Regions from separate parts of the Mus musculus genome. Here all the other regions are linked to region 1. The links are chromatin contacts, called in public Hi-C, HiCAR-type, HiChIP or PLAC-seq, Micro-C and promoter capture Hi-C maps. All regions are on one chromosome and are shown on one strand. The core of a region is the stretch at or near the end of the contact, and the rest is flanking DNA. Distances in the headings are between cores, read along the strand shown. Region 1 holds the start of Fbh1 (F-box DNA helicase 1). Region 2 holds the start of Trdmt1 (tRNA aspartic acid methyltransferase 1). Region 3 holds the start of Taf3 (TATA-box binding protein associated factor 3). Region 4 holds the start of Atp5c1 (ATP synthase, H+ transporting, mitochondrial F1 complex, gamma polypeptide 1). Region 5 holds the start of Rsu1 (Ras suppressor protein 1). Region 6 holds the start of Pter (phosphotriesterase related).

Region 1 (5,038 bases), core at 1,054-3,553:
ACAATGTGTGACAGAAACGTTTCCTTTCTTCAGAACAAAACGCTAACTGACAGGCTGGAAAATGAATTTGGATCCAGAGACTACAACGGTCCTCTTACATACTGCTAAAGACACTGTCCTTTACTCATTGCATAGGCAATTCAGAGTAACGTGCTGTTTTTAAAAGCAAGGCCATTACACAGCCAAGGGTAGCTAGGCATGGAGATTGTCAGCAAAATAAGTCAGAAAGTCATGGTACCAGCTGGGCAAGAGTTGGAGAAGGCCGGAGAACAGAAGTTGGGTAGCAAGGACAGGTGAGTATCAACAAGGTGTGAAGACCAAGAGGAAAATGGAGGACAACTGACTCTGCTTGTGTAACATTAAGGGAGCTGATTTTAGCTATGTTAAAAAGCAAAGGAAGAAATGGCTGCTCTAATAATTTTTCATACACTGAAAGGCCTAAAGTTTCCATTTTAAAAATAATTTTCAGGGTTTCTTCTTGTGGTTTGGTTGTTGTTTTGATTGGTGGTTGGTCTGCTTTGTTTTGCTGAAGTAGGGTCTTAGGCCAACTAAATGCTAGGCTGATCAACTGTGTGCCATCATGTCCAGATTATTTTAAGAGGTTCTGTAGAACACCCAGTTAAAGCTCCCTCGAGTTCTATGAAACATCAAAAGTCTTCAAAGAGCATGCGAATAACTATTGACAATGTAAGAGCTGGCTTTGGTGATAATTTCTACAAGTTTTGTCAAAACCAGAACAGCAAAGAAAAAATCTAAATTTTTCTAAACTAAAGTCAGCCTGGGGGAACAGAGAAATATAAGATGGGCGTGTGTGTGTGTGTGTGTGTGTGTGTATGCGACAGTAACACATTTGAAATTAGAATTCAAATACTTTTATGTATTCATAAACCAGGAAACATGTTAAAGGACTGATCCCTTGATCCCTCAACGACATCTAAGTACCAAAGATCCATGAAACACAGCAAAAGTCAGATCGAATATCCCAATTCCATTGACAGTTAGTTACAAGGGAATTGAAGGCCTCCAAAGACCTTCACTGAAGAAATGGGCAGCTCAACCAGACAGAGAGAGAAGTACTAGCCCTACTCATAAACTTAAAGCATAAATACCCACCGCTCTCCAGAAAAATCACCAGGGCTATGGAGGCAGATTCACCAAAAATATCTAGTTTCCCAAAGGAAAACACAGAGCAAAGGAAATTCATAGAGCAGAGGAGAGGCAGAATCTAATTTAGAATACCAATTAAATAACCAATTTCATCTTTTTATAAACCAGGATTCTCGGTTTTGTTTAAAGGACCAGAAACTTAAGAGAGATAAGGCAAGACCACGTGAAATCATTTGTAAGGAAGGAGTAGGCAGCCCAGACTAGCCTCGAACCTCGAACTCAAGGTCCTCTTGCTTCAGTCTCCCAAACGTTGAGATTTAAAACCATGCAAAGTAGCAAAAAGTTTGAAACTATCAGATGCCTCAACTTTCCAATACGTGGCAAAAATCACTAACTTCATTTGGCCTTGACGTCCTTCCTCGTCTCTAAAACCTGAATGCTACCTATGGGCTGTTTATGGAATAGACAATGTCAGGCGCTTAGTGAACCAGAATGTACTGCCAAATGCAAAGAAATTGTTTTAAACCTGGCAGGAGCGACTTCCATTTTACTTCCCAAACGGAAACACCATTAGGTTAAATGTCTAGTTCCTCGAAAGGAAGCCAACAAAGCGGGCTCGGGTCTCAAAGAACCCTCCAAAAGCCCCCCAGGCCTTCTCGCGTCCCCTTAACCACCATCACCTGTTCAGGTGAGGGGGTGGGAGACTACCAAGGCGAACACCAACGTCAGGAGCTGCATACAATGACTCGCCCAAGGTCAAAAACATTACAGTGGAGACAAGCCAGGCTTGCCAGCGGCAGAGGATCTGTCTTCTCAGGTGCTGCCCCTTCCGGAGCCTCAGGGAGCGGCCAAGGGATGCGGGTCTGCAGAGAGCATCCGACCTCCTTCTGCAGGCCCACTCCTGACCACCGCGGGCGCGGCCAGCTCCTACGCCCACCCTCAGCTAGGGCCCCACCCCCGAGGCCAAGACCCCTGCGCGGGAGACCCCACAATAGGAAGTTTTCCCGGCTCGCACCCCACGCCAAGTCCACGGTCTCACGCACTATGGCGGCCCGGCCCAGGACCCCGGCGGCGACACCACCCAGGCGATGCCGCCGGACATTCAGCCTTTCCCCGACCAGCAAGCCCCTCCTTCGGCCCAGACAGCGAGCACAGACGACTGCAGACTTCCTCCGCGAGCTCCGCCTCTTCGCTGCCAAGACGCACCCTCCCACCGGAGACGACGGACAGGCCCGTGAACCAATCGAAGCACTCCGAACTGGAAGGGTCACGCGGACGGACAGACTCTGGAACCAATCCGTACGCGAAGCGGGAGGGGGCGTGGCTCAGTGTCTTGAGAGCCACGCCCCGTCTGTGCTTTCGCCACCGCGGAGGAGGCGAAGGAAACTTTCCCAGAGTTCCTTAGAGCTCCCTGGGTCCCCGCGGGGGCCCAGGAGACAGCAGCGGGCGGGGAGGGGGCTGGGGTCGGCTGCGGATTGGGTGAGGATCGGGCGGAGCACAAGGACACCGTTCCAGCTCTGAGAGGCCCCAGAAACCCTTGCTGTTGTGAGCCTGGTCAGCCGAAGGATGCGGCTGTCAGTCCGGCAGACATCCTCAGGCCAGGGGTGGGCCAGCTAGGTTCCAGGGTGGTGGGCAGCGTGCTCTCGACTGCCTGTGCAGCTACCACCGGAGCAGCCCAGCAAACATTCCCAGAAGCTGTCCGGTGGAGAGCAGACCACATCTGGGATGCGAGGCCAGAAGTCCCGCGTGCAGGACTTCGCGGTACACTGGCACCCTCCATTCTGATAGGTCTTCCGTTCCCAGTTCACTCGGGTGCAAGGGACAGCTCCAGGATGTCAGGTGCACACAGCCTTACCCCAAGCCCTGGGAGCCCGAGGCCCCACCCTGACGAGTACGCGTGTGTGATGCGCGGTAACCAGAATGACCTACGAGTGTGCATGTTGTCGCCTGAGGGGACACCATTCTACATTTGGAGACTGTGACTTCCAAACCAGGGCAAGAAGCATTAAAGACGCTAGCGGAGAGAATCTGGCTGGGGGCGGGCAGGGGGCGGTGCCGAGAGTCGGGGAAAAGGGTCACGTGGAGGAAGCGGAAGCGGAAGCGCCAGCCTTCTCTCACCTCCCAACCTATCATAGCACAGATCTGCTCTAAGACTGAACCTGGGTCTTCCTCCTACTTTTGTCCATCCTGGTCCAGGGCGATGGCTCTGCCTGGGGATCCGCGGCGCCTCTGCAGGCTGGTGCAAGAGGGCCGACTGCGTGACCTTCAGGAGGAACTGGCGGTAGCTAGAGGTTGCCGGGGGCCAGCCGGAGACACCCTTCTCCACTGTGCAGCACGCCACGGACGCCAGGATATCCTAGCGTACCTAGTGGAGGCTTGGAGTATGGACATCGAGGCTACCAACCGAGACTACAAGCGGCCTCTGCACGAAGCTGCCTCTATGGGCCACCGGGACTGCGTGCGCTACCTCCTGGGCCGAGGTGCAGTCGTGGACTCCTTGAAGAAGGCGGACTGGTAGGTGCCCAACCCACGGTCCAGAAAAGCTATATCGACACTCCCTGAAGAATCGCAGATTTTCATGTATTTTTCAGTGTGTTCGTTAGATTTATAACTTTTCTCAGCTTCTAATCTTCTCCCCGACCTCCCTTTCGTGTGGGTTTGGTTCTTTAGTTAGGGCAATCGTTTCCCGTCGAAAGAGTATGGAAATGTAATCAAGTGGAGTGAAACGGTTGAATTGTACTACTCGTGTGCCCAAGATGCGTTTTTCTGGAGACATCTTGCTAAAATTCCTGTTCACGATTACATAGTTTAATTTGCATGGCCACAGTGGATAAGTAGAGTTGATGAAATTCAGTTCGCCATGCACCGAATATTGAGTTCTTAGGCAGTTTTGTCACCTCTAGCCTTACAGAGCCACCAGCAGGGATGTTGGTGATACTCTCCCACCACTGAAAACAATTTCATTTCTTCCTAGATTGGCATCTTTTTTAGTTTCATGTCTAATTCCTAAGACCCTGTGAACTTCTTTAGGCTCATAACTTAATGAAATGCCCGCCTTCAAGTTATTTCAAGCTCTGTCAAAACATAGGGGCTGGAAAATATATCAGTTTCCCCTTGTTATTTCTCCACGGTCCTCAAAGAAGTCAGAGGCTGACAGTCTAAGGTGTTTTCCTGCCACGCCCCCCACCAGACTCCTCTAGGTTTTCCATCTGTACCAAAGACATAGGTAATGTGAAGGTTTGGCTTCTTCCAAGTGCCTCAGCTCCCTTCCATCTTGGTTGACCTTAGGACTCCTCTGATGATGGCGTGCACAAGGAAGAACCTTGATGTGATCCAGGACCTTGTAGAACACGGTGCCAATCCACTCCTGAAGAACAAGGATGGCTGGAACAGTTTCCACATTGCCAGTAGAGAAGGCCACCCTGTGATCCTCCGGTACTTGCTCACTGTCTGCCCTGATGCTTGGAAAACAGAGAGCAACATTAGAAGAACCCCTTTACACACTGCAGGTACCCCCTGCAAGCTCTGGAGTCTGTAGTGGCTTTGTGCAAGCACTGTCTACACTTTGTAGTTCAAGTTCCCTGCAGGGGAATGGAGGATTTGGGAAAGCAGAAGACAAGGCATCAGAGCATCTGTGCTCTCTTGGCGAACTATAAGTTTCTGAAGTGGCAGAACCTTTGGCTGATACATCATTGTGTTAGTCCACTTTTCCTGTGTGTCTATCTTGCCTGCCATTCCTGGTTCGTTAGACGATAAGCTTGTCTGTTCCTTCTAATGTCTGTGACCCTGGGTGAAGAACTTGGTCTGTATTTGAGCAAATATCCTTTGTAGCTTTTCATGATGGTAATGATTCCATGCTGTAGAGCCCTAGAGAAGAGCAAAACTAGAGTGGACTGTGTGGATAATAGTCTCAGGAGTCTAATAAAACAAG
Region 2 (5,038 bases), core at 685-3,184, 1.8 Mb after region 1:
GAAAATCTTTATCTAGTAACAATGAATAAATAGACAATACTGTTATCTATACAGCAATATATTATTCAGCCATAAAAAGGAATGAGGCATTGACACATTCTACAGCACAGATGAACTTTGTAAACATTGTGTAAATTGTTAAGCTAGACATCAAAGAACAGATTATTCTACTTATGAGGTACCTAGAAGAGATAAGACCAAAGTAGAATAGAGGCTTTAATATCTTCAGGAAGAGAGGCGCTAAAATATTTTTAAGTGGGTGCAATGCTTCTGTCTGTGATGATGAAAATGTTTGAAAACTAATAATGTTTACAATTGTATGACTTCGTAAGCACACTTGCTGTTGATTAACTGTACACTGAAACACAAAATGACACATTTTATAGTGTGTATATATGTGTATACACACATTTACAACAATAAAATATTCCATTGCAAATATTATCTAGAAGTGGACAAATTAGCAGCCAATATTCTTACTACTGCTCTTCATCTAAGTTAGTGAATGGGACCAATGGTAGTAACGAAGTGTGGCTAAGAGATCTGCTAGACAGATCTAGGTTAGGCTTCTGGCTCTACCACCAAGCTAGCTTATTACAGACTCAGAACAGGTCCTGACATGTAGATGCCCTTAATAAAAGGTAAAGCCAGCTGTCACTGTTATTAATCTTTATTAGCTGCATAAATAAAGAAAAACACCAGGATGTACTACTTCCTTACAGATAAATTTAAAACCAAAGTTTATCTAACATACAAACACTAAAAAAGATTAATAATTAAATATTAATTGTTATTAATTAATATGATTAAGACCTCTTCTATAAGCAAACCTCAAACCGAAGATGTAGGGAGCTTTCGGTAACCAGAAAGTTACTTTGGATAACAGGGAAAGTATTTCTTAACAGGTCATATATTAACTAACATAAGGCAGGTTAAAAAAAAAAAAAAAGCTATCGTAGAAAAGTTTGAATTTGCAATCTCTGAGAGGCAACAGAAGCAAAAGTAAAAGTAAAGGCTAGAACTTAGGGACTTTCAAGAGTGAAGGAATACAAAAATCTTGCTCCACTTAGCTTCTTGTTACTCTAGTTAATAAAAAGAGAAGCAAAGTTTCCTTTTTGCATTTGTCTTAGTCTTAGCAACTTCAGGACAGACGTGCTTGCACATGTGCACAGACACACACACACACACACAAACACGCGCCCGCACACCCACTGTCACTTCATATCCCAAGTGCCTAAAATACAGTACTGGTCAATGGAGTTCACCAAGTAAATATTTCTGAGTTATCACAAAAGTGGGTAGAGACCAAAGAAATTACGAAGCTTCCAAACCTAAGTGACAGCAAACTAATTTCTAAGCTGCTACAGTGTGTCAAGCACATTACTGTTTTTAATTCTCCCCCTTCACACTAATACTTGTACATTTCTATCTTGAACTGCAGTTATCCCCCTGCTCCAACCCACCCCCGCCCGCTTTCGTGACTTCCTCCAAGCCCAGTGACAGCCAGTCTAGAATTTGGATCTTGGCTTTGGGCAAAGGGCTCGCCCTTGCCTTAACTTTGTCTGAAGCAACTTAGGTTCATTTGGCTGCACACGAATGCAGCCTCACAAACAGTACCATGGGGAGCCGGCCTGCTTAGGCTCCAAGGATTGGGGCCAGAGTAGGGGAGTCTCAGCCTGGAGGGGCGGACCAGGGAGGCTCACTAAAGTGGTTTCCAGGGCAACCGAGGTCGACCGCACCAGGTCCCGCCCCACCGCCCCGCCGCCCCGCCCCTCCGCGGCGCGAGAGCCGGAACCTGCGGCCCCAAGTGAATCCAAGAGAAGCTGTCTGTCCGCTCACCTCGCAGCGCGTGGTGCATGCCACCAATGCCACTGTACAGCTCCAGGACACGCAGAGGTTCCATCCTCTCGCAACCGCGACCGCGGCCTGGAAACTAGGCCTACCGGTTCTCTGCGTCTCTTACTCCCCCATGTCCGCTCCGTTCCCTTCGCTTCTGGTTCCGCGGCTTTTCAGTTCCCCCAACCCCCTGTTCCTCTAGCTGCAGATTAAGATCACAGTTTGGAGCCCGGGGGCTAGCAGGGCTAGGAAGGGGACAAAGGACAGACAAACTATTAATAAGGCCTCCCAAGTGAGAGACTGCCGCTCCTTAGCCTGATTTGTGCTTTTTCCTCCTTGTTTTGTGTTTTCTGAGGCCTTGAGTAGAGAGCTGAAACCACCCTTGGCTTTGAAGTAAATTACTGATTAGAACACAGTCTTTTTGTTTGTTTGGTTTTGGTTTTTTTGTTTGTTTGTTTTTAACTGCAGGTTCCTTTTGTTCTTTTAAAGTCTGACCTGATCAAGCAATTCTTTGAGGAATCTTGGGCACATATCTATATGCTCTCTGGTGTGCCTGTGCGAGAGTAAGAAGTTAAGTCCTACCAGGCTCTTTCCTAAAGAAAGCTCCAGAATTACAAGTACTTAAAGCCGATCCCTCTGAGCCCATTCATAATAGGGAGGATGCCTGCTATAAATGAAAATAGGACTCATCCTATTTACCCCGACACATGCTGTTTCTTTTTATTGAAAACAGATTTTCTTCTTCACATAATATATCCTGATTGCAATTCCTCCTCCTTTACTGAAGTACCCCTAGCTCCTCCCCACCCCATCAAGATCCACCCAGTTTCTGTCTCTCATTAGAAAACAAATGGGCTTCTATAACAATGAAATAAAACAAGACAACAAAAACTAACACATCGGTATTGAGCAAAGCAAACGGGGGGGGGGGGGCGGGGGGGGGCGACGGGAGACAAGAAAAGGCCCAAGAAATGGAAAACCCATTTGCACACTCATAAAAACACTTAACTGGAAACCATAATAATAAATGCAAAGAGCAGTAGGGTAAAAAGAGAGAAGAAAATATATAAATAAAATAAAATAAAATAAAATAAAATAAAATAAAATAAAATAAAACATAAGTTAAAAATTGAAGGAGGAGGAGCCCTGGCACAACATTATAAGACAAAGACTCTCCAATGATGCTATTGAGTTCATTTCCTGTTGGCCATCAACTGCTGGGCCCACGGCCTACTCTTAAGAGTAGTTTGTTTCCCCAGTGAGATTCCCTTGGAGGAAAACAAATCTTCATTTGCAGGAGGTTATCAACCAGATATTGTTCTGAATTAGGGATGGGATGTGCCCAGTTCTCCTTGCAGCTCTAGGGCCCCACACGGTGCAGGCCTGTGCATGCTGCCTCAGTCTTTTTGAGTTCAATATGTGTTGATCACATTGATTTAAAGGGCCTTCGTTTCTTGGTTGTCCTCCATTCCCTCTGGCTCTTACACTCTTCCCATCTCCTCCTCCATGGGGTTCCCTGAGCCCTTAGGGAAGGGATTTGATGGAGACATACCATTTATGACTGAGCATTCCAGTGCTCTCTACAGAATGTCTGGCTCTGTGTCGCTGTTTTTATTCCCATCTGCTACAGGTGAAAGCTTTCTCTGAGGATGACTGAACAAGTCACTGACTCTCAAACTCTCAAACAACCCAAGCTGTTGCTAAAACTATAAGTTGCTCTCCACAAACCAACAGCAAGTCCGAATTGCTGAAGACAATACCTGCACAACTCATTGAACATGAAGAAGTTAAGTTGGTTCCTACATAAAGCCTCAGCATGCTAACCTCTTTGGTCTAGGAAGTTACTCTGCATGCTAGCTACCAAAGGAGAAATGTAAACACCATCCTAGTCACAGACCCTTTGATATACACTGCTGTTCTCTCTGAAAGTTATGTTAGTACAATGGTGGCCTAAACCCTGTGAAAATAGCCAACCAATATCAATTGGACTTAAGGCCCAATTTTTTAAAGGCCAATATACATTGTCCTTTATGTTTTCTGCACTCGTTAGTCACTTATTTTGGTAAGAAAGGATGTTGTATGGTAGAAGGACGGTTCAAAACTAGAATTTAGCCTTTAGTAACTGGTTGTGTGACTTTGAGATAACCTGTTTTCCTCGTCATGAAGAGGAAGAGGGAAGAAATGGTTACTGAGTGTTTCGCAGTCCCAACAAACCATCCTTGGGTTAGTATTTGATAGAGTAGTCTCTGATTTAGCCCCACATTCGAACTGAAACGTCTAGACAGAAAACTTTATATATATATATTATTAGATATTTTCTATACATTTCAAATGCTATCCCAAAAGTTCCCTATACCCTCCCTCCGCCCTGCTCCCCTACCCACCCACTCCTGATTCTTGGCCCTGGCATTTCCCTGTACTGGGGCATATAAAGTTTGCAATACCAAGGGGCCTCTCTTCCCAGTGATGGCCGACTAGGCCATCTTCTGCTACATATGCAGCTAGAGATACAAGCTCTGGGGGTACTGTTTAGTTCATGTTATTGTTCCACCTATAGGGTTGCAGACCCCTTCAGCTCCTTGGGTGCTTTCTCTAGCTTCTCCATTGGGGACGCTGTGTTCCATCTTATAGATGACTGTTATCATCCACTTCTGTATTTGCCAGGCACTGGCATAGCCTCATTCAAGACAGCTATAACAGGGTCCCTTCAGCAAAATCTGACAGAAAGCTTTTTAAATGTCTTAGGAAAATAGAATATTTAGCCAACCCAGCTTATAGAAACTACATACACACTAATATATTTAATGAAAAGTTTTTCTAGCACTAATTATGCAATATTAATATTATCAATATATATTCATAGTAAAATGTAAAACTATAAATAGGAAACTACACAGTCTCAGATATTTGTATATATACTCAACAATCAATATATTAAATAAATCTAGAACAGTGGTCCTCTACCTTCCTAATGCTGGGACGCTGTAATACAGTATCTCATGTTGTAGTTACCCCCAACCATAAAATTAGTTTCTTGCTACTTCATCACTGTGATTTTACTATTGTTGTGAATTGTGATGTAAATATCTGCTATACAACCCCCCAAAGGAGTCCTGATCTGCAGGCTGAGAATTGCTGATCTAGAATTTGTTCAGCTATAAATTGAAGTAATTATGACCAAAGATCTTACTCCATAGGGAAG
Region 3 (5,038 bases), core at 1,065-3,564, 1.7 Mb before region 1:
GAGGGAAGAGAGGAGAGAGAGGGGAATGAAGAGGTTCTCAGTAAAGCACAATGAGTTCTTGGACACTTTGGAATGCTTGAATCCATGAACTACCTGGCATGGAAGGTAACTATGTATTCAGGGGATATTTTCAGAACCCAAAAGGTATACATCTGCCTTTAGTTCAGGAACTAGGTAACAAAATATAATCTATCTTAAACATAATAGTAACAATATACTGAAGGTCAATGGAGAAGGGGCTTGAAGGTAAGGAAGCAACAGCTAGACGATCATTCTACCACCACACACGTTAAATCAAGCACTCAAAAAGATGTGCATTTTAGGAATTCATTCACTAAGTCTTTTGTGGACTACCCATTAATTTACTAGCCAACTGTTTCCTATTTGGAACAACCCTAGGGTGACACAAATCAGGATGCTCCAATCAGTTAGCACAGTAGGTACTAGAGTAATACAAATACAATCAAGGGTGCTCCAATCAGCACATTAGGTACTTACGCAGAATATGAATATAATCAATTTATCTTCTGGGTCAGGGTACACATATACACAAACAATTACAAAATAAGATAAATAGGATCTGATTTGTTGGGGTTTCATTATTTTGTTAGGAATGGCATTTGGAGTCTTGAAGGTATGGCGAATCTATAGGCCCTCACTTTAAAAGTAGGAACCACTGTAGCAGAACAAATTACTCTATAAAACACTTCATTTAGTTATCCAACTTGCCACCTTAAACGTCATATCTTGGAATTTAAATGAACGTTATAATCCCCGCCCCCCCCCACACACACACACACTCATACATCAGTAAAAATCACACATCTATAAAATGATCTGTACCTTCTACAAATCATTAAATACCACCGGGTAAAGACACTACTGGGCATTCACTTAAAAGTCAATACACTGTCCCCAGATTCTATGTCTCAAGTTCCTCCCGTGGGGCTGGCTTCTAGTTGTGGGGACATCCCATAAGTAGTTTCAAGAGGGAAACTGGGTATTACTTGGCCACCAGGATTCAGCCCTAGTTTCAACTGCAGTCCTCCATGTGGGACCGTCCCCACTCTCCTAGAACACACCTGAAAGGGCTGGAGCCCTGAAGAGGGGCAACACGGAGGACTGTGCTATCTTTACTCACTCCCAAAACATACACAGGAGCCTTTAATCTCATTAAAGAGACATGAACCAGAAAAAAAAAAGTTAATACATACTGCGACACTGAGTACCCGGAAAACCTCCCAAATTACCGAGTGATGCTTCCCATCACACTTAGATCAACACTAACAGAAGAGCATAGAGGAAGGACGCCGTGCGTAACTGAGATGCTTATTGAAAGGTATTCAGCGAAATCGACAAAACCTGCCTTGAAAAGTAGTAGGCGAAGTCTGTGAAACGAACAGATAGAGAGGGGAGAAAAAAAAAAAAAAAAGGCAGCGACCCTGACTGAGCGGAGCTGTCAACGAGTCTATTTGGGAGCTCAGGAATGGCCAGCCTTGTAAGAAACGGCCGGTAGACGGAGCGCCTGTGACAACTAGTTGTAGTAGTTTGCGAGCAAGGGAGGCAAAAGACCAAGGTGAGCGAGGTGGAGAGCATTCTGGGGGTGGCTCTGGCCGCAGCCGACCCGAGACAATGAGAGAGACCGAAGCACTGGTCCAGGAGCAGCATCGGTGAGAGGGTGTGTGGCTGCGAGCCGGGACCCCGCTTCCCTGCCGGTGGCGGGAAGTTAGCGGATGAGGAAGAGGCACCTAAGGGATGACTGGAGTTCGCAGGAGACGGTGGAAGCCCCCCAGACGGTCGGAGTCTGAGAGGATCCCCATGTCGAAGCCGGCTTCGGAACGCCACCCCTGCAGGGGATGCCCAAAGGGGTCCGGAGGGGCAAAGGTGTCACTCGTGACCGGCTTGGGGCAGCCCTCCCGCAACCCAGCCCCAGTACTCACAGAGTTCAGAGTACCGATGGCAGCCCCGGCCCAGCTGCTGCAGATAGCGCTGCAGGACGTCGGTGAGGAGGTGGCAGGCGCTGAGCTGCACCGAGTCCCAGCCCAGCGCCTGGCAGATCTGCGCCACCGAGACCCTCAACAACGACCTAGAGTAACTCTCGCACATCCCGCTGCGTGGACGCCACCGCAGCCCTTCGCTGCCACTGCTCTCCAGCCCTGCCGCCTCGCCTCAGCAGAGCCCCCGATTCATTCTCTGGGGGCCCCGCGGCGGGGAAATCGTCCCCCCTCCGACCCGGAGCGACCACCTCAAAGCCTCAGCAGCACGGAGCGCGCCAGCCTGAGAGCCGCCATTTTGGACTCGCTCCGCCTCCCGCTGGACGGCCGCCGGGGCGAGGCAGTACGAGCAGAAGGCCGAGAGATAGGCGGCCCAGGCTCCGCCCAGTGGGAGGAGAGCGATCGTCTCGGGATCGACTCTAGAGCCTGGACGCCGGCCGGAAGCCGAGTGACTGGGCGCAGGTGGAGTCTGCGCCTCCCTGACAACAGGTGCCGGTGTCTTTCTCTCCCCGCTGATGGAAAAGTAAGAGGTGACCCTCGGTGTGTTCAGGGGCAAACCAGGGAGGCAGTGGAATGTTAAGGACTTAACATCGATAATGTTGATAGAGATTCAAGTGTGAAACTAGAGAATTGGGAATATAAGCTACTCCGCAGAACGCGGATTCGATTGTTTTCCTTTACTTAAATCTAAAAAAGTAAAAACGAAATTAAAAGATGAAAGATAGTATTCAGAATGAAATAGTGGCCACTTGGGAGGTTTGAGTGAAATCCAAGATGTTCACTCAGGAGGCTGAGGCAATCATAAGCTAGAGGCCAACTAGAGTCACCGAAAAACCGAAAAAGACTCCGGCTCTAAAAAAAACAATCAGAGCTAATAAACTCATGTTGTTCATTGTGTCGTTCAATGCTCTTCATAATATGGCTGGTTTTAAGGAAAAATGCCTACGTGTTCAATTAGTGGGAACTGCCCCCCTCTTCCCCAGTAGTGAGCAAGATATTATTTTAGTGCAGTTTATAGCTAGTTCTAGTTTGCGTCTTACTAGTCACAATACGTAGTCTATCCAAGACGTGGAGAATGCAGTTCCCTACAGAGGTCGAATACTCTGTAAATCCTTGAGACTGGTTTTGTCCAGAGAATGCTTGCTTGCCTTTCCCAGGGCTTCTTCCAGCCCTAGTTGCATTTTGCCTGACGGTAACAGAAACTGTGATGAGATGATAAATAGGTTTGGTTGAAATAGTGGGTTGTCCCGTCCGTCCATCCCGTCGTCCGCCCCCGCCCGCCCCCCCCCCCCCGTGAGTCTCAATCTTGTTATGTTGCAACATCTGCCCTTAGACTTTTGGGACTGAAGTGAGCCTCCACAGTAACTGGCACTTTGGGCAACTGCTGGTAGACCCTGATTAATAATCCCAGTGCTGGGCAGGCAGAGGGAGGCAGATACCTGAGTTCAAGGCCAGCCTGGTCTACAGAGCTAGTTACAGAACAGGAAAAAAAGTTTCAAATTAAAGCCAAACCAATCCCAGTGACTACTGAGTTAAACCAAACCTACTTCGGCTATATTTAACTACTCCATTTCTTAGTTGTGCCTGCCATATCTACCATTGACTATTCAGTATATAAGTTTATGTGCCCTCTCCAATAAATTGTTTCTAGGCAGCTGTGATGGCTAGTCTCAGTTGTCAACTTTAGTACATCTGGAATCAACTAAACCCCAAATGACTGGGCACACTTGCGAGAGATTTCTTTTCTTAATTAAATCTCTTGTAGTGGAAAGACACACTTCTAGTCTGGGTCTTTGACGTGGGACTATCCATCTTTAATCTGGCCCACATCTTCTGCTGGCAGCTTATATAAAACACATAAAAGAAGGAAGCTTGCTTTCTCTTCGCCTGCTTGCCTTCACTCCAGCTCACAAGTGCATTCTGTCACGGGAAGTAGAGGCTACTTCTTTGGGATTCCAGAGTATACTGAAGATCAGCTGAGACATCTAGCCTCTTGGACTAAACAACTTCTGAATTCTTGGACCTTGTTTGTAGGCAGCCATTGTTGGGTTAACTGGACCATAGCCTATAAGTCATTGTAATAAATCCCCTTCTTAAAGTCTTGAGAGCCCAATAAATCTGAAACCATGTTAGTTTTGACAAATGGCAGTCTGGAGAGAAGCATCGACACTCAGTCCATTGGGAGTTCTGTGCCCAAGTGTCAGGAGCCTGTTTGATGCAAAATCACAAGGATACTTTTCATCTCGTCTCGGGCCTTAATTGAACATTTTTAATTTTTTTGTTGTTTTTTTCCAGACAGTGTTTCTGTGGAGCTCTGGCTGTCCTAGAACTCTAGAGCAGGCAGGCCTCAAACTCAAATATCTGCCTCCTTCTGCCTCCCAAGTTCTGAGACTAAAGGTGTGTGTCACTGTGCCTAGCTCATTTTTAGAACTGTTTCATAACATTGAACATTTCCTTAATTTGAAACTCATACCTTGGATTCCCTTCCCCTACTACCTCTTTATTTGCCTGAGTGTAGTGGAAAAAATTCAAAACTACAGAAAAGCTGAAACAAACAAGATTCATGGATTATTAACATTTTGCCACATTTACTATATATGGAAATATTTTAATTAACTTATACTCACCTTTTCCAAGAACAGCTTGAAAATAAGCTGCAAACCTCATGCCACTTAAGTCTGAAAAGCTGAGCATTTATCCTCCGAAACCAGCACCGTTCCCTGTGTAACCATATGTATGACCATATGGCCACGACTCTGGTTTCCCAGGAAGCTAAGTGTGGGATGGAGGGAACTCTACAGCAGGTTTATCTGGGAGCACTCTTGGGACACCAAATGTGGGAGGGAAGGAGTGGGAGCCAGGCAGATACACTGTCAAGGAAGGCCTCAGCCAATCTCAGGGTGCTTGCTGAAACTCTTGGACCTTTAACATTGCCAAATTCATAGGTGATTTGTGTAGACTTTGCAGGAAAGGGTGTGTGAACTTAGGCCAATGTACTGTTTACAGCTGAGTCAGTTCCATGGAAGGCTTAAGTCCTTGAGAGC
Region 4 (5,038 bases), core at 1,253-3,752, 1.7 Mb before region 1:
GACCATTCTATTAATCCCTTCTAGAAATGGCACAACAAAGGCAACACCATTTGAGCTTTGTTTCTTTTTCTATTTTTTCCTTTCCTTAATGCTCCACATGTAGCTAGAAAACCTGGTTTTAGGCACAAGCTTCGCTTGGACTGACACAGGCTCCCATGGAACGTTATGCAGACGGTTCTGAGTTGCACACCCGCCCTCTAACTCTCCGTGCAGTGTATACTTTAAGAGCAGTTATGGTTCTCCTTCCTCTAGCTCAAGACAACTGTCTACACCACAGCTCCATCACTGAATGGCCATGAGGTACCTGACTGCTCACAAATGTTAAAAATATTATGGGGGAAATAGAAATATGGAGTACTGAGTCAAAGGCCAACTTTTAGAGGTTGGCTCTCTCCTTCAATTGCATGTCCAGGGAGCTAGAGCCAGACTCAGGATGGCAAGAGTGAACCTCTCGAGCCTTTAGGGCTAATTTACTTTAATGAACTCCACTCTGAGAAGCTACTGCACCATGTCCCGACTCATCCTCTGGAGGCTGGTACAGAAACCTGCCCTACCCACCATGCTGATGGAGAAGCAAGTGGACTGTGAGAAAGTATCAGCATCTTCTTTGATCATACAGTGTTATTTGAAGACTTCAAGTCGGTAGAGGAAGGAGTTAGACTTGATGCCTATGAACGAATCAGCAGTCTGGAAGGAATGCTGGGAGTGTGTGATGCTACATAGTGTAGAGTTAAGGAAAACACCCAACTAGCTAACTAGTGAACACCTAACCAGCTAATACCTAGCTAACTCTCAAGAAAACATTGGAAGCGTATCAAATTCTGACAGTGGCCTCACTACACTTGACAAAAGAATAGTCTTTTCACACATTGTATACACAAACACGGGAGACAGCTGATGTTTGCTGAGGACCACTGGATGCCAACAAAGACCCTTCACATCTTATCACCTAAGAAGTGCCAACTGGTGCAGGGCAGGCACTCCACAAATATCTACTGGCTGAAGGAGACACAACTGAGAATGCAACTGTTATTGACCTCCATATAAGTAACTCAAGCTGACTTCCAAGGTTAATCTAACAACATCTGAACGAACACACACACACACACACACACACACACACACACACATTCTCTGGAACTCCTTTTGCAGACTAGGCTGGCCCAGAACTCAGACACCCACCTGCCTCTGCATCCTGAGTTGCTGAGATCAAAGGTGTGCACCACCAACATTCTTCCAATACATAGTTCATATCTATCGTATTTAATTGCCTCACTACTTTGGAGTCTTAGCATATTGCTACAAATTCTTTGCTTAATGAAAGAACTATTTCAACTAGTTCTTGGCAGTTCTCTAACCTAGGTTACAAAACCCTAGTTCAGTGCTGGAGCGCCTTAATAATCCTCTGTACCATAAAAACAAGGAACCACTAAAACACTGTCCACAGTTAACAATCTCCTTAGCACCAGTTCTTCTAGCAGTCTAGCTTCAAAGTAGTTCATGTTATTATACAACGTCACCCATAAGTCACGTTTTACCTGACCTTCCCTGGGCATTCTAATATACAACTATTTTATTTTGCACAGAGGATTAGTATTTAAAGTCGCCCAACCTTATGGTATCCCTTTATCAAATGGAGGCTAACAAATGTAACTGTATTAAGGCCTCCTCCTCCTACCGAGGGACCTTGGGACAGTTTTATGACCTTGCAGAGATTGTACTTCAACACGAGGGCATGATGACAATGGCAATGTCTTTCTCTTCCTCATCGGCAGATTTTTTTAAACCCCTTTAGCACCAAGGCGACCAGCAGGTTCAGGCGGGGGCTGATTTTGAGTTCCTTCGTTTCTCCAGTACCCAGCAAAGAGTCGGATGGCTACACAGTGAATGCCTTACCAAAGAGCTCAAGCAAGCCATCACACCTTAAAGGGTCACGCTGCTCCCCCGTGCAGTGTTTCACAGGGCTTCAAAGCCAAAAGTTACAACCAAACGTTCCCCGGTCGCCCCTTCACCTTCAGGGCCTTTCTAAAGACTTTGCAAGCTGTGCTCCCGGGTACGGAGCGGAAGTACGGAGTTGATCGAAACCCAGATGGCTCCAAAGCTCAACCCGAATCCCGTCCGGGTCCCGAGGTCCCGGATGGCCGTTCCAGTCTCAGGGGATCAGACCGTGACCTTGTTCTCTTTGACCCCTACCAGGGGTCCGGCACGCAACCTTCCAGCTCTGCAGACATCCCCGCGGCCTGAGCTGGGGCCTTCTTCCGCCAGGAGTGAGCATGCAGCTCCATCCCTCCTGCCTCGCAGCAAGCCCGAGCCCCCGCATCCCTCCCGATGTGGTCCTACCATTGCGGCTGCACGGCGCAGGCCGACAGCCCGACAACGCTCGCCCGCGAGAACATGGTGGAGCCTTGAAGGTCGGGCAGACGGGACTCAGTGCGCGTGCGCGGGAGCTCAGGCGCCCCGGCCCGCTCCGCCTGCGTCCTCGGTCTCGCTAAATCTCGTGAGCGCCGAAGCCGCGAGTTCCCTGGCCCCACCCATTTCCTGCTGTCAATTTCGGTCCCGCCTGTCCCCGCGCTGAGCCAGTTCCGCTTCCGACCGCTTTGTAGTTGTAGCGCTCAGGGTCGCCATGGGCAAGTCGGATTTTCTGAGCCCCAAGGCCATCGCCAATAGAATTAAGTCCAAAGGGCTCCAGAAGCTTCGCTGGTACTGCCAGATGTGCCAAAAGCAATGCCGCGACGAGGTAAGTGACTCAGGCTGGCCGCGACCCCTCCCTCGGCTTGGAGCCCTCTCCGGCGCAGTCTTCCCCAGCTCGGCGCGAAGCCCTCCAGCTCCACGAGAAGTGGTCGCAGACAAGCACTCACTGATCGCTTACAATCGCTAGGCTGAGCACTGAGGTTTTACATTTAGACTTCCCTGGTGGGGTCGGTCGGTCAAGACGAGGAACTCAAGTTGCTCCGCTTAATAGTGACATGGGCTTGGCCACTACTGGTAAAGTAGAGGTAATAGTTGTACCCACCGGCAAGATTGTCGCCGAGTTTTTTCATGGAGAGAAGAACTCTCCATGACATAAATGCTTCATTCCCGACTTGCTACTGCTATCCTATAGTTTCAGTATGTGGGTTCCCAAAGGTACAGGCGTGCAGTCCATCGCACCTAGGAGTGACCGCTAAGTGTTTTTCCATATTTGCTTACATCATATAGTAAATTATATAAATATATGAATATCAGTATACCTTCACCCTTGAAGACTTAATTGTGTAATCAACATAACAAGTAATCGTATTATCTTTTCAATTAATGCCAAAATGCCACCAATATAACAGAACTAATAAAAATTCTTGTACATTATCTGATACATATTTTTGTTTTAGAGACAGTATCTCAGTATGTAACTTTGGCTGGTCTGGACCTCACCAGGCTGGCCAAAAAACGAGATAGACCTGCCTCTGCTTCCCAAGTGCTGGTTGATATCAGAGATATACACCACCCTACTTTATATTAATACTTTCTTGGTAGTCTTGTGGTGGCGATGGGGACCAGAGAGGTTGTTTATTAAGCAGTGCTACAAGTTTTGTTTAATGTCTTATGTATGCCTGGCAAATGCTCTACCACTGAGCCCTCATGCACTGCGTCATATTTCTGTTATCTTATTTTGGTGTATGTGTTTATGCATGTGTGCATGCTGCACCAAACAGATACATCCATACGGAGATCAAAGGGCCACATGTAAATGGTTATTTCCTTCCAGCTTGAGGGTCCTGGGATTGAAGTCATGTTGTCACATCTGGCACCAAGCGCCTTTAGCCACTGAGCCATCTTACTGACCTTATGCCACCTTCTTAGTAAGTCATCACAGACTGAACCCAGTCCCACTGCCACTGACTGGATTGCAAAACTCTGTGCATGTTATTGTTTTTCTAAGACAGGGTTTCTCTGTGTGGCCCTGGCTGTCCTGGAACTTGCTCAGTGAACCAGGCCCAGGCTGGTTTTGAACTCATAGATATCTGTCTCTGCCTTTTTAGTGCTGGGACTAAAGGTGTGCAACGCCATTGTCCAGCTTCAAAACTCTGACTTACTTACACTCATTTCTTTCTTATTTATTGTTTCTTTTGTTTTTTGCGATAGGGTTTCTCAGTGTAGCCCTGGCTGTCATGGAACTCTCTCTGTAGACCAGGCTGGCCTCGACCTTCCAAATGCTGGGATTAATGGTGTGCTCCATCACCACTCAGCTCAGTTCTTTTTTTTTTTTTAAATATTTGTTTATTTATTATATGTAAGTACACTGTAGCTGTCTTCAGACACTCCAGAAGAGGGCGTCAGATCTCATTACAGATGGTTGTGAGCCACCATGTGGTTGCTGGGACTTGAACTCAGGACCTTAGCAAGAGCAGTCGATGCTCTTAACCGCTGAGCCATCTCACCAGCCTCAGCTCAGTTCTTAACCTTTTAGTTATCCATGGACCATCTACAATTTTTGCCTAATTTGTGCACTGCCTGAAAGAAATGATCAAGTTTTACTTTAAAAGAAATTTGGTATCAAAGACCAGTATTGCTTTTCATAAATTAAAATATGGATCAAAATGAAACCAAAATATTATTCAATTCTAGAAACCTAATGGATTGGAAGGGGTGGAGGGGATATCATGGCTCTGGCCTTCCTTCCTGTCAGTTTTCCCAGTATTTCAAGATGGGGACAGAAAAGGGAACATGTAAGAGCCACGCCCTCCTTCCCTTGAGTAGGGAAGGCAGGGAATGTACCTGAGGCCAGCCAGCCAGAATCAGCATCCCTACCAAGAAAACACAATAAACAGACCTGCTCATGTGTCCTCTTCTCATGAGAACTTATGTTCAGAAGAACATTTGAGGATGGTGGAATGGGTGACAGATGTGGTGGCACACACCTGAAATCACTGCACTTCACAGACAGAGACAGGAAGTCTCAAGTTTCAGACCTGACGCTGCAGTTTAAGGCTTATGCCCCCATGTCCACCTCATTACTTCCTGGTTTAAAAAGTGTTTTTCAACTATTTTCCCCCTCTTG
Region 5 (5,038 bases), core at 1,523-4,022, 1.5 Mb after region 1:
TGGCTGATAAAGCCAGTTTAGGGTCAGGCTTCCAGTGAACACTCTACAGTCTTCCAGGTTCTTAGGAGTCCTGACAGCAAGGACTCAATACACCCAGCCCTTCCTTAAGCCAACACCAGCAGAGGGAGTGAGATTTTTAAACTTCCGCTGATCTTTCCAAGAAATACCAATGTTGTCTCTTGGTTTCTGGTTTGAGCAACTACAGAAATGACCTTGCTTTTTATCCCCCAGTATTAGACCAGAAGCAGTTTTTTTTCCCCTTCAGGAAGCAAGTGGCTATCTTTTCCCCTGTAGTAAGAGCCAAGGCTTCAAAGAGATAATGGAGCTGAACTGAAATAGCAGAGCTACTCTTGTCATTTGTTAATATTACATGGGTCTTCATCTTCCAGAATGATACAAATGGCTCAGACCACTGTGGGCTCAGGCTTCAGCCCATAGGGAGGCATGCAGCAGGCAGAGAACTAGGTGCTGTTCAGGGCGCAGATGCACCTGGTCCCCTGCTCTCTGTTTAGCCTCTTCTTCCTTTACAGCAGTGGAAACCGAAATAAAGCCAAAGCAATGGGAGTGTCTAGATCCTCGGCAGACACTTCAGTGTCAAAAATCACCACAAACCCATTCTTACTGCAAGAGACCAACACATGTCACCCAAACCAAGAAGTTATCAAGATGCTAAGGGTATGTCAAAGCAGGACTCTTCATGATAGCTAGATGTCTGCAGTCCACTTTGGCCTTAATGTGTCAACATCCATCCCAGCCTGTACTCCAAGAACAGACAAGAGTCTTCATGCCTAGGAAGCTATCCACTGACTTTAAGGTCTCTGTACAGCTCCCCTCTGGTTGATGTTCTAACATCCTACTCTGACTCCTATCAACATTTAGAGTGCCGACTGTGTTCCAGACACTATTCTCAAGAACACAAGCATGGCATTGCATATTCTCTTGGTATTCGAATGAGGAAGAGAGTCTACTGGATTAAAAATAAATTAATTGGACTGGAGAAATGGCTCAGCGGTTAGGATCACTGGCTGGTCTTCCAGAAGTCCTGAGTTCAATTCCCAGCAACCACATGGTGGCTCACAACCATCTGTAATGGAAGCCCTCTTGTGGTGTCTCTGAGGAGAGCAACCGTGTACTCACATATGAAATAAATAAATCTTTTTTAAAAAATTAATTAATTAAAGGCTATGCAATCTGTGCCTTGTAGAAAGGTGGGTTCACACAGGAAGATAGAAAGAGAACGTTTTTCATAGGCTATGATGTCTGAGCTGACTCTTGGCAGTTAAGTTAAGGGACGTCAGGTGGAAAGGCATATAGATAAGGAGACAACAGACTTGCAAGTCAGGAAGATCTGGCTGCTCAGGGTCACTCAGTGGAGCTTATTCAACATCGCTTGGAATGAATGCATGGAAGGGATCGGTTTATGATCAGAATCAGACCTTGTATGTCCCGCTGAGGAATGTGGGGGTACCACTCTCAACAGTTAAGCTCTCAGAGGATCCAAATGAAGTCACAGGAACCTACAGAAGCGTGGTGACTTACTTAAAAAGTGTTTTCAAAGACCAGAATTAGTTTGCAGAATTTAAAGATCATGAAAAAGTGGACACTAGAATTCTCAACACAAAATCTGGCGATAGTGATGCAGCATTTACACATGGGGATAACCGTCTCCATGTGGAGAAGAGGAGATGCCCATGAGAAGGGCACAGGCAATGGAGTTTATGACCATTCCCACTTGTACTGAGTTCCCTGTCTGGTTTTACAGATGAGAAAAAAACAATAAAGTAAGAGTCATATAAGTTCACAGCTGAAAGCAACACCCTGATTAAACGGGTGCTGAGCTTGGATCACAAGATTGAGCAATGCCTGAACACAAATGGGAGAATGACCCAGGAATACGTAATGAAGGAAAATGTTGAAAATACTACTGGCACAAGAATTCTTACTATGCATGTAATTTTTGAGTACCACCAGCTCATGATTCATAGAGTAAAACGTGACTTCCAAATTACAAACAAAAATGGCTACTTGGGACACTACATGGAAGATGGACTTCAAAGCTATGAAGCTCCCTCACCCGCTGAGAAGGAACTGCAGCACACCTCGTGTGACGTTCTCATCTGGTTCACCAGTCCCAGCAGAACTAACTGTGGTTTGCAAGCTCCTGACAAGTGACCAAGTGACGAGCAAAGGTGGAATGGCAGGCTTCCGAAACTCGCCTCCCAAGAGAGCAGTTACTTACAAACTTAGCAACTGTCCAAGAGAACTTACACAAGCCGTTGACATCCAACATACTGGAGATACCCCTGTCACTCATGTCCACTTCCGGCTGGTTCTTCTCCCTGCTCTCCTCCACCAGCTTCTTCAGTGACTTGGACATGTTCTGTAGCAAAGGACAACAAAGCACGTGGATGATGGCAAAAATGGGAGCCTGGGGGTTGTGGGGCAGGTTAAGGCAGGAAAGGAGCAGAGGCCCAGGCTGAATTCTCCAGGGCTGCCTAGGGGAGAATGGGTATCACCATGGAGTCCTTAATGGAGGACTTGGACCCCGCACACTCACCGCAGCGAGCAACACCTGGTGGGTGTGATTAGGGACCTGCAAGGGAAACTCGGGTGGAGAGCGATGAACTGGATCAGCCGAAAACAGGATCCCGCAGCAGGAACACACCCTGTCCCAGCGATCGCGCAGGCGCACACAAAATCCGGCCAACCCCACGCCCCTCCCGGCCTGACACTTCCCAAATTAGGAGAACTGTTTCCCAGCTGTGGCTCCAGGCGAGGCTCTGCCCACTGAAGAAAGTGGACCCCGAGGCGGACCAATCGTACACGTTTTAGTCTCAGAGACTCCGCCCTACGCTGAGGAACGCCCATCTTCTTGAGTTTGGAACTTGAATTGGACTCAGCAAGTGCATGTGATCTAGATTCTGCGCATGCTCAGTAAGCTAGCTGAAGGACAAAGTTCTGTGGGCGGAAGCAGGGGATTCTAAGCTGGTCGCTGGTACCGAGGTAGACTCTTAGAATGCAGCTTGTGTTGAGGGATTTGGAGTTCCGTCCTGAGAAATCCACAAGTCAGGTACTCTCTTTTGTCCTGCGTCTTTCGTTGCCGGTCCCCTCCCACGGAGAGTTGTTACCGTGAGTCCCTCGTGTGCCCCTGGCTGTCGCAGACCTGGTGGAGGTATGAGGTCTGGATTATGGTAAAGATTCTGAAGACAAAGATTCCGCCCGAAACTTATGTCCTCAGCTGGTAACTCACAGGTTTCTGTATCTAACTGTTTTGCTCCGTTCCTTTTGGTCTTGGGAACTGGAATCTATCTCCCTTAGGGTTAGATGCTAACAGTAAACCACGACTATGTCAGAAGTCTGAGTTGGTGTTTACACCCATGAACCGTGAAATCTTGGCTCTTAGAACTCTCCCACTTTCTTCAAATAGAATGGATGGATAGATAGATAGATAGATAGATAGATAGATAGATAGATAAACTTTCTGCTGACCCTCTGGGTTCTACCTCCTAATGACTAGATCTTGATGACCCAGTAAAAAACTTAATCTTAGTGACAATTTCACACTATTAAATAGGAAATCATTCCAGAATTATTCCTCTGGCATTAGGTACATGACAGATAAGCAGTCAGACAGACGTGCAGAAGTTTAGACACACATATATAAGCAATGAGCCAAGCAGGTACTAGAAAAAGATTCGGCACTTTGAATTTGAAAGCAGAAATTTCTCCTTAAACACACTTCAGATGAAACGATGATACTTGCAATGCAGGCAACTTGCATTGTCCAGGCCTCATCACTTTTTTTTTTTTTTTTTTTTTTGGTTTTTCGAGACAGGGTTTCTCTGTATAGTCCTGGCTGTCCTGGAACTCACTCTGTAGACCAGGCTGGCCTCGAACTCAGAAATCCGCCTGCTTCTGCCTCCCAAGTGCTGGGATTAAAGGCATGTGCCACCACGCCCGGCTTGCCTCATCACTTCTTAAGCTAGACATTTGCTGAGAGCACTGATCTAGCACAGTCTCATACAAGCTGTGGATGCAGTTTCAGTTTCTGTGAGCCCTCTAAGCCCAAAGCATCAATATTTATTAGTGCTTTTTGAAAGGTTACTGATAGTTTTTCTCTGGCTGTTTCTGATGGAGATAGTTTTACTATATAAGTTTAAAGCATCATTTAGGGCTGGTGTAACAAAACGCCATAATTCTGAAGGCTGGAAGCCCAAAGTCAAATGCAGGAAGATTTGATGTCTTCTACCCCTACCCTGCCCCCTTAGCCTGGAGACTGCCGCCTTTCTTTGCACCCTCACATTACTTTCCCTCACCCCAGTTCAGTTCATCCTCCACGCAGCTATGATGACCACAGCAGATCTCTTGCATCATGACCTTCCCTTCTTCCTCTAATGGATATTTCTTTTTCTCAGCAGCTCTAAAGACAATAAGTTTAACCTTACCTCTGTTTGCTAAGTCAGTTTGTTTCAACAGTCTACTTTTGTTGGCTCCTCAGGCAAGAGTCTTTTTTGGTAATTGATCTTAGTTAACATTTCATGTTCAAGCCTGAAGACCTTGGCTGATTTTTCTGCATGATTTGTGTTGTTTCCTGACCCCCTCTCACTGTTGTAAGTGGATTTGTTTCCGTCTAAGTCTGCATCCTTTTCTCCCTGAGTTATTTGTTACGTTTCTTTAGAGACAAGAGTACAGTTCTGTGCAGAAAGTCATCCCCAACCTGCCTTTGCTGGTGCAGGGGAATGGCAGTTATGAGTGTCAGCTATACTACTTCCCCTACTTCCTGCCTTACCATCTCTCACTGCAACAGGCAGCCACACACACAAACAACTCCTGGACCAGCAATTCCCATCTCCGTTGTGCTCCTGTCTTGAAATTATCTGGGGAAACAAGTCCCCTTTGATGTGTTTATAAAAAGATAAAGAAAAAGGGGGTATATTCTATGGGGGTGTGGTGAGGCATGGGGGGCAGGGGGTGTCTCAGTGGCCCCATGCAGAGGCATCCTTTTCCCCTAAGGGACCAGCTACACGAGGGTATAGTA
Region 6 (5,038 bases), core at 1,219-3,718, 1.1 Mb after region 1:
CCAAGTGGTCTACACACATATAACATATGAGTGTAACATATAACATATGAGTGAAACTAAGCTAACTCAGCAGATTATACTTATAATGTATGTGGATATATGAAAATAATCATCAAAAATTCAGAAGCCGTGTATTTGAGAAGGAAATGAGAGTAGTACATGGGAGAAGTTGTAGGGAGAACAAGACAGGGGAAATAATGCCAATATAATACTTATATATGAAATCACAGTAAATAAATATCTTATTATTTTTATATATATGTGTGTCTGTGTATGGGTCTGTACGTGTCAGTAAAGGTGCCTAAGGAAGTCAGAGAATGATGTTGGAGCCTCTGGAACTGGAGTTACATGAAGCTGTGAGATGCCCAGCCTGGGTTCTGGAAACTGAACTGGGGTCCTCTATAAGAGTAAGAGATGAGCATCTCTCCAGCCACTATTTAATTTATTTTTAAACTTCGACGTTATTCGTTATTCAACTTGCAGCAGCATACAAATAACATACAATATACATCAAGACAACAATATACAGTTAGACCCAACATGCTAGAGTGTTTCACAGTTGTCTATGGTCGCACTTTACTGAGGGGAGGGGTGTTTAAATATAAATAAATGGTTTACATATTAATTTGCGATTTCATGATTCCCTTAATGATAATGAAAGCTTATGGTCATTCTCCTTTCCTGCGATCTTTTTAAGGTGTAAAATGCCACAGAAGAAAGAGTCCGCATGTGAAATCTGAATGCTGCTCGGTGGGTTTAATGTGGGCGGTAGAGAACTTTATCATTTCCCTAAAGGAAAAAAACTGAAGTCCGTTTTTAACATGAACCTTGTGCATAATTTCATCCCTGGGAGAGTGGACTGCTAAAATACAGAACATAATAAGTAATGGACTCTTAGGCCTCTCCGTAACAACCATTGCCAGGCACACTTTTATACGGCTTCATGGTTACCGTGTGAGCAATGAACAGTGGTAGCCAGCCCTGAAATCACGCCAGAAGCCTCCCTCGACCCATCTATTCATTATATCATCCCAGTGTGAGCCCCACTCATGGGAACAATATTCAAGTCTCCCAGGACGCAAAGGCAAGACTTACTCATGGGAGGGCATTCTGCTCTTCCTAACTTCCACATTTATTCTCCCCCTCTCTTAGTTTGAGACCCTATGTTTATTCTAGGATTTACCTAGCTAAATTTTTCTCAATATCTGCCCCTTACTAACCCCCTTATCAAGGGCTTCTCCTACTGTAGCATTGCTTAAAAAGAGAAGTAATCGAGGAAAGAAAGAGAAGGGAACTGTGTAACTTTCCTTCTTTCTTTCCTTCTGACTTAAATAAAAGTATTTTCTGCCTTCCAATCAAAGCTCCCTAAGAAGATATGGTACCATGGTTGATATAAACTAAACTGCAGTTTAGTCCTGGCCTAGAACTTGAAGAGCCTTCTCTAAGTCTGTTTCCTTGTCTGTAATCAGAGAAAAACTGCCTGCAGACTGGCTTCGCAGATAAAGGTGATTTGCCCATCTGAATTCCATCCCAGAACCCATATAGTGAAAGAAATTCCGAGGAAAACCGTTTTCACCTACACACAATACAATGTAACAACCTTTAAACAAGTAAAACTCTATTTTTAAACGTTAAGCAGAAACAGGTTGGTTTCCAAGTGTAACAGAACTGCCTTCATAAGCCATTGATTCTTAGCTCTAAACCTGTCTTCCTTAGAAATGACTGCTCTAAGTTCTTCCTCTTCCTCGGATTTCAGATTAAAATGAAATGGGAGTTCAATGCAGACAGGTAAGACTTTGTATGGTGACAGCGGCTCCTAAGACCATGATTTGCAGACTAGTGCATATTGACTGAGCTTGGTTCAGTGATGCCAAGTAGTAGGGCTGCTTCATGTGGTCTAGTACAGCACTCAAGTTTTAAATGCAGCAAGCAGGTCCAGGAAAACGAAAAAAAAAAACCAAAACAAAACAATCAACAAAAGAGAGAAAGCCAGAATTCCCTGTGTTAATCATAGGGATACAAAACGCAGCATGACATCAAATTGGCAGTGCTTGTCTTGGAGGACACAGGAAAAAAAAATTACTCAAGGAGTCTGTAATTGAGACCTGGGCAAAATCCAGTAGCTTACTTTCTCCTTGGGGATTTCACATCAGCTGAGCCAAAGAGAAATGGGATAATTAGGATGTAGACTGGGTGGGCTCTTAACTCAGCCTCTGAGAGCAGTTTAGCTGCAAACTTCAGGCTTGCTCCTGAGTAGGGCCTCCAGCTGGTGGGAGTTCAGCCTGGACTTAAAATCCTCCCTGTCAGAGCAGAAACCTAATGGGCGGGGTTTCAGAGCTGGCGCGGGCTCACAGGGAGTGGTTTTAAATCTGAGTGGGAGTGACTTAGGGTCAGTGGGCGGGGAAAAGGCTAGTGGACATGCAAAGTGGGAGGATCGGAGGGAGGGGACGGCGGCAGGGTGAGGCGATGATGCGGTGGGGGTGGGGGTGGAAGAGAGAGACAACTTCCCAAAGGGAGGGGAAGCCGACCTAGCTCAAGTCAAGTTCCCAGGGGGAGAAGGCGGCGCACAGCGCGGAATGAAGGAAGCCCCGGAGCTGGTTAAGTAGCTGTGGACCTGGTAGGAAAGGTGAGGACTTAGGCCTGGAACTCAGGGCTTGTCCTGCAAGCAGCCACGTGGAGCGGCACCCTGGGAAAGGGGAAGCGGCCCTGCCACCTTTCTCTGGAGGTCCCGGAGTTGCAAAGACCATGGGGCCTGGCTTCAGGAGCCTTGGAGAACTGACTTGGGCTCAGAGGGCGCTGACCTTCCCCCAACCTCAGGTCTCCCAAAGTCTGATTTGAAAGCTCGAGGCCCTGAGCAGGTCCCGTGCTGTACTTGCTCGGTTCTGTCTGACTGCTGAACTCTAGGGACCTGTTGCAGTAGCTTTGCTCTCCCTACATGGGCTGAAATGGAAGGTGGAGGCATCTGTTCCCTGCTCCGGTTTCTTTAACAAACTTCAACAGCAGAATCCACTTTCTCCTGGATTGTTTACCTTCTTGTAGCTGTATTGCAACACTTAAATGTGACTCCTTAGATATCTGAGCAAAGTTTATACGCCCTGATTCTGAGTGGTGGCTGTAAAGATGCCTTAGATATAGTGATACCTGCCAGGGCAGACATCTTCAAATCTCCTCCGACATGGAGTGACTAACAAGCGTTTACTTTTTGTACTCAAGGATACTGCTTTCGTTGCGACAAAGAAAGAATGAGTGGTCCCGGGGACTAGACAACCACTTGGACCATTCCATTTTAGTTTACATAGACAGAAGGGATGGATGGATGTCCAACAGTATCCTTGAGGCCTGGTGCCATTCTATAAATAATGAATTCACGCCAAAAAAAAAAAAAAAAGAAAGAAAAGAAAAAGGAAAGGGAAGAAGAGAGGAGACAAGGAGGGAGAGGGGGAAAGAGAGAGAGAAAGAGAGAGAATCGCAGTGCGCACCGAAAAGAAAAAGATCAGACTATTTCTGACTATCAATCAGTCAGATGACAATTTTCAAAAGGATAATTTGAACACCAGATTCTGCTAGTGTGTCTTTATGAAATTATGATTTTATTTATGGAGGCTGGATGTTACTTTAAAATTATCAAAGTAACTGAAACATAGTATATGTAGTTTTGGAGTCAAAGAGGAAACAGATTTTATTTCTGTTCCTGGTTCCTGAATCCTAGGGATGTCCAAGTACTTATTTTTTGAAATTTACCTAAACTCTAAAGTCTAATTAATTACACAGCCTTGCCAGATAGCTTCATGGTATGGATGAGCAAAATCCTATACAGAATGTTCAAGCAATACAGCTGGAAGGTGTTAGGAGGAGTGGTTTTTGTTTTGTTTTGTTTTGTTTTTCCTGACTCCAAAGCCTGTCCTCTTATCTCTTAGACTATCTCCACCTTGAATATTATTGGCAGGTCCTCCCTCCAATGTATATATCATGAATTGGGCTACAATATAAGAATCATCTCTGGCTTGGTACACCAATGCCAGCTACTCAGGAGGCTAAGGAGGGAGAATTTCAAGTCCCAAGCCAGATTGGGCTACAGAGTAAGACCCTGTGCTGTACTGGCCTAGCATGCATAAAGCCCAGTGTGCAACCCCAACAATAAAAGAATAAAATAATCTTATTTTAAAGAGAAAGGAAATGGCTGCTGATTGGAAGAACTTGGACCTATGAGGCCTCTCTCTGGTTCCAGTTCTGTAGTCACAGAGCTCTGTACACATTGCTTATCTTTCCTAGGTACATAGACGTTCATTGATCTCCAAGTTGTTACTCAACCTAATACTCTATGGATTTATGAAAATAAGATACTGCTTTTAGTTAATGGTGTTTTGGTCACATCTGGTGTTGAAATTACAAGGTGGCCAGAAAGGGTTACTTTATTCAATCAATAAATATGTATTCTGTGCCTGAGTGCTCCTGGGGATTGTAATGAGAGCAAGAGAAATAAAGGCAGCAGACTCTTGAGTTTATATTCTGTTTGGGAGTGAAGGAGCCACCAAATAAATGTACATATTAATATCAGATTAAATTAGTGTGCAGCTCCAACCTGTAAGTCAGGGGCTGTGATGGGTAAGAGCAGAGTGTGCGCTTTAGGTTTGGTGATGGAATGGTCTCACCAATTCAGATTCAGATGTAGGAAGATCAGAAGGACTTAGAGATGTCCCTTTTACTGGGACCGACTAGGGCAGGAAAAGCATGAGCAAATCTGAGGGATTCTAGGAACTTCTGGAAGGTTTCAGCGTCTGACTCAAAATGAAGTTGGAGATTCGAGTGGGAGCAGGTTAGGTAGGGATTTGTGCCATTCGGAAAGGACTGTATATTTCAGTGTTCATCATGGCACAGAGGAGTGACATGAAGGTGGGTATGTTGAAGAAAAAGCAGAAGCTGAGGGTGGCTCAGGTGATGTCAGTGGTGGTGGAGGTGAAGTGTCACATGATTGCTAGAGCATCGCCATGTTTACTTTAACCCCACTGTGCCCTCTTGTGAGTTGGCATTCGCTGTC

What was found. Hi-C and Micro-C count contacts between places; a contact is called where the count stands out from the background. HiCAR-type assays count read pairs that join an accessible place to other places. HiChIP or PLAC-seq counts read pairs in DNA pulled down with a chosen protein or histone mark. Capture Hi-C pulls out chosen DNA fragments and counts their contacts.
Region 2: a HiCAR-type map of astrocytes shows a contact between it and region 1, with 4 times the contacts expected there. The contact joins the promoter of Trdmt1 here to the promoter of Fbh1 in region 1. A contact is called at or near these places in 5 of 39 promoter capture datasets (cranial neural crest, hippocampal neurons, liver and 1 more), 2 of 115 datasets of contacts at active chromatin or transcription factors (astrocytes and large pre-B cells) and 1 of 9 other capture datasets (liver).
Region 3: an RNA polymerase II HiChIP or PLAC-seq map of embryonic stem cells shows a contact between it and region 1, with 7 read pairs. The contact joins the promoter of Taf3 here to the promoter of Fbh1 in region 1. A contact is called at or near these places in 4 of 39 promoter capture datasets (hippocampal neurons, liver and pre-B cells), 1 of 484 Hi-C or Micro-C datasets (CD4 T cells), 2 of 115 datasets of contacts at active chromatin or transcription factors (astrocytes and embryonic stem cells) and 1 of 9 other capture datasets (adipose tissue).
Region 4: a Hi-C map of CD8 T cells shows a contact between it and region 1, with 5 times the contacts expected there. The contact joins the promoter of Atp5c1 here to the promoter of Fbh1 in region 1. A contact is called at or near these places in 8 of 39 promoter capture datasets (embryonic stem cells, erythroid cells, hippocampal neurons and 3 more), 4 of 484 Hi-C or Micro-C datasets (CD4 T cells and CD8 T cells), 2 of 115 datasets of contacts at active chromatin or transcription factors (astrocytes and microglia) and 1 of 9 other capture datasets (adipose tissue).
Region 5: a contact with region 1 is called in a promoter capture Hi-C map of liver, with 6 times the contacts expected there. The contact joins the promoter of Rsu1 here to the promoter of Fbh1 in region 1. A contact is called at or near these places in 8 of 39 promoter capture datasets (the 3T3-L1 cell line, cranial neural crest, hippocampal neurons and 5 more), 3 of 484 Hi-C or Micro-C datasets (CD4 T cells, the N1E-115 cell line and uterus), 3 of 115 datasets of contacts at active chromatin or transcription factors (astrocytes, differentiating embryonic stem cells and stem cell-derived neural progenitor cells) and 2 of 9 other capture datasets (adipose tissue and liver).
Region 6: a contact with region 1 is called in a Micro-C map of embryonic stem cells, with 5 times the contacts expected there. The contact joins the promoter of Pter here to the promoter of Fbh1 in region 1. A contact is called at or near these places in 1 of 484 Hi-C or Micro-C datasets (embryonic stem cells) and 1 of 115 datasets of contacts at active chromatin or transcription factors (astrocytes).

What each region holds. Positions count from the first base shown.
Region 1 is chr2:11,775,282-11,780,319 of GRCm38.p6, forward strand. It overlaps Fbh1 (F-box DNA helicase 1), which reads right to left and starts at 2,304. Exons shown (of 21, transcript NM_015792.2): 1 at 2,151-2,304. The coding sequence starts at 2,151. Ankrd16 (ankyrin repeat domain 16) reads left to right here and starts at 2,472. Exons shown (of 7, transcript NM_177268.4): 1 at 2,472-3,621; 2 at 4,396-4,616. The coding sequence starts at 3,308.
Region 2 is chr2:13,542,730-13,547,767 of GRCm38.p6, forward strand. Trdmt1 (tRNA aspartic acid methyltransferase 1) reads right to left here and starts at 1,935. Exons shown (of 11, transcript NM_010067.4): 1 at 1,840-1,935. The coding sequence starts at 1,903.
Region 3 is chr2:10,046,295-10,051,332 of GRCm38.p6, forward strand. Taf3 (TATA-box binding protein associated factor 3) reads right to left here and starts at 2,315. Exons shown (of 7, transcript NM_027748.3): 1 at 1,941-2,315. The coding sequence starts at 2,106.
Region 4 is chr2:10,078,008-10,083,045 of GRCm38.p6, forward strand. Atp5c1 (ATP synthase, H+ transporting, mitochondrial F1 complex, gamma polypeptide 1) reads right to left here and starts at 2,503. Exons shown (of 10, transcript NM_020615.4): 1 at 2,341-2,503. The coding sequence starts at 2,396. Kin (Kin17 DNA and RNA binding protein) reads left to right here and starts at 2,605. Exons shown (of 5, transcript NM_025280.2): 1 at 2,605-2,737. The coding sequence starts at 2,624.
Region 5 is chr2:13,268,643-13,273,680 of GRCm38.p6, forward strand. Rsu1 (Ras suppressor protein 1) reads right to left here and starts at 2,773. Exons shown (of 9, transcript NM_009105.4): 1 at 2,558-2,773; 2 at 2,269-2,380. The coding sequence starts at 2,377. Gm13270 (a long non-coding RNA gene) reads left to right here and starts at 2,935. Exons shown (of 3, transcript XR_865976.2): 1 at 2,935-3,070.
Region 6 is chr2:12,921,573-12,926,610 of GRCm38.p6, forward strand. Pter (phosphotriesterase related) reads left to right here and starts at 2,469. Exons shown (of 6, transcript NM_001305437.1): 1 at 2,469-2,626.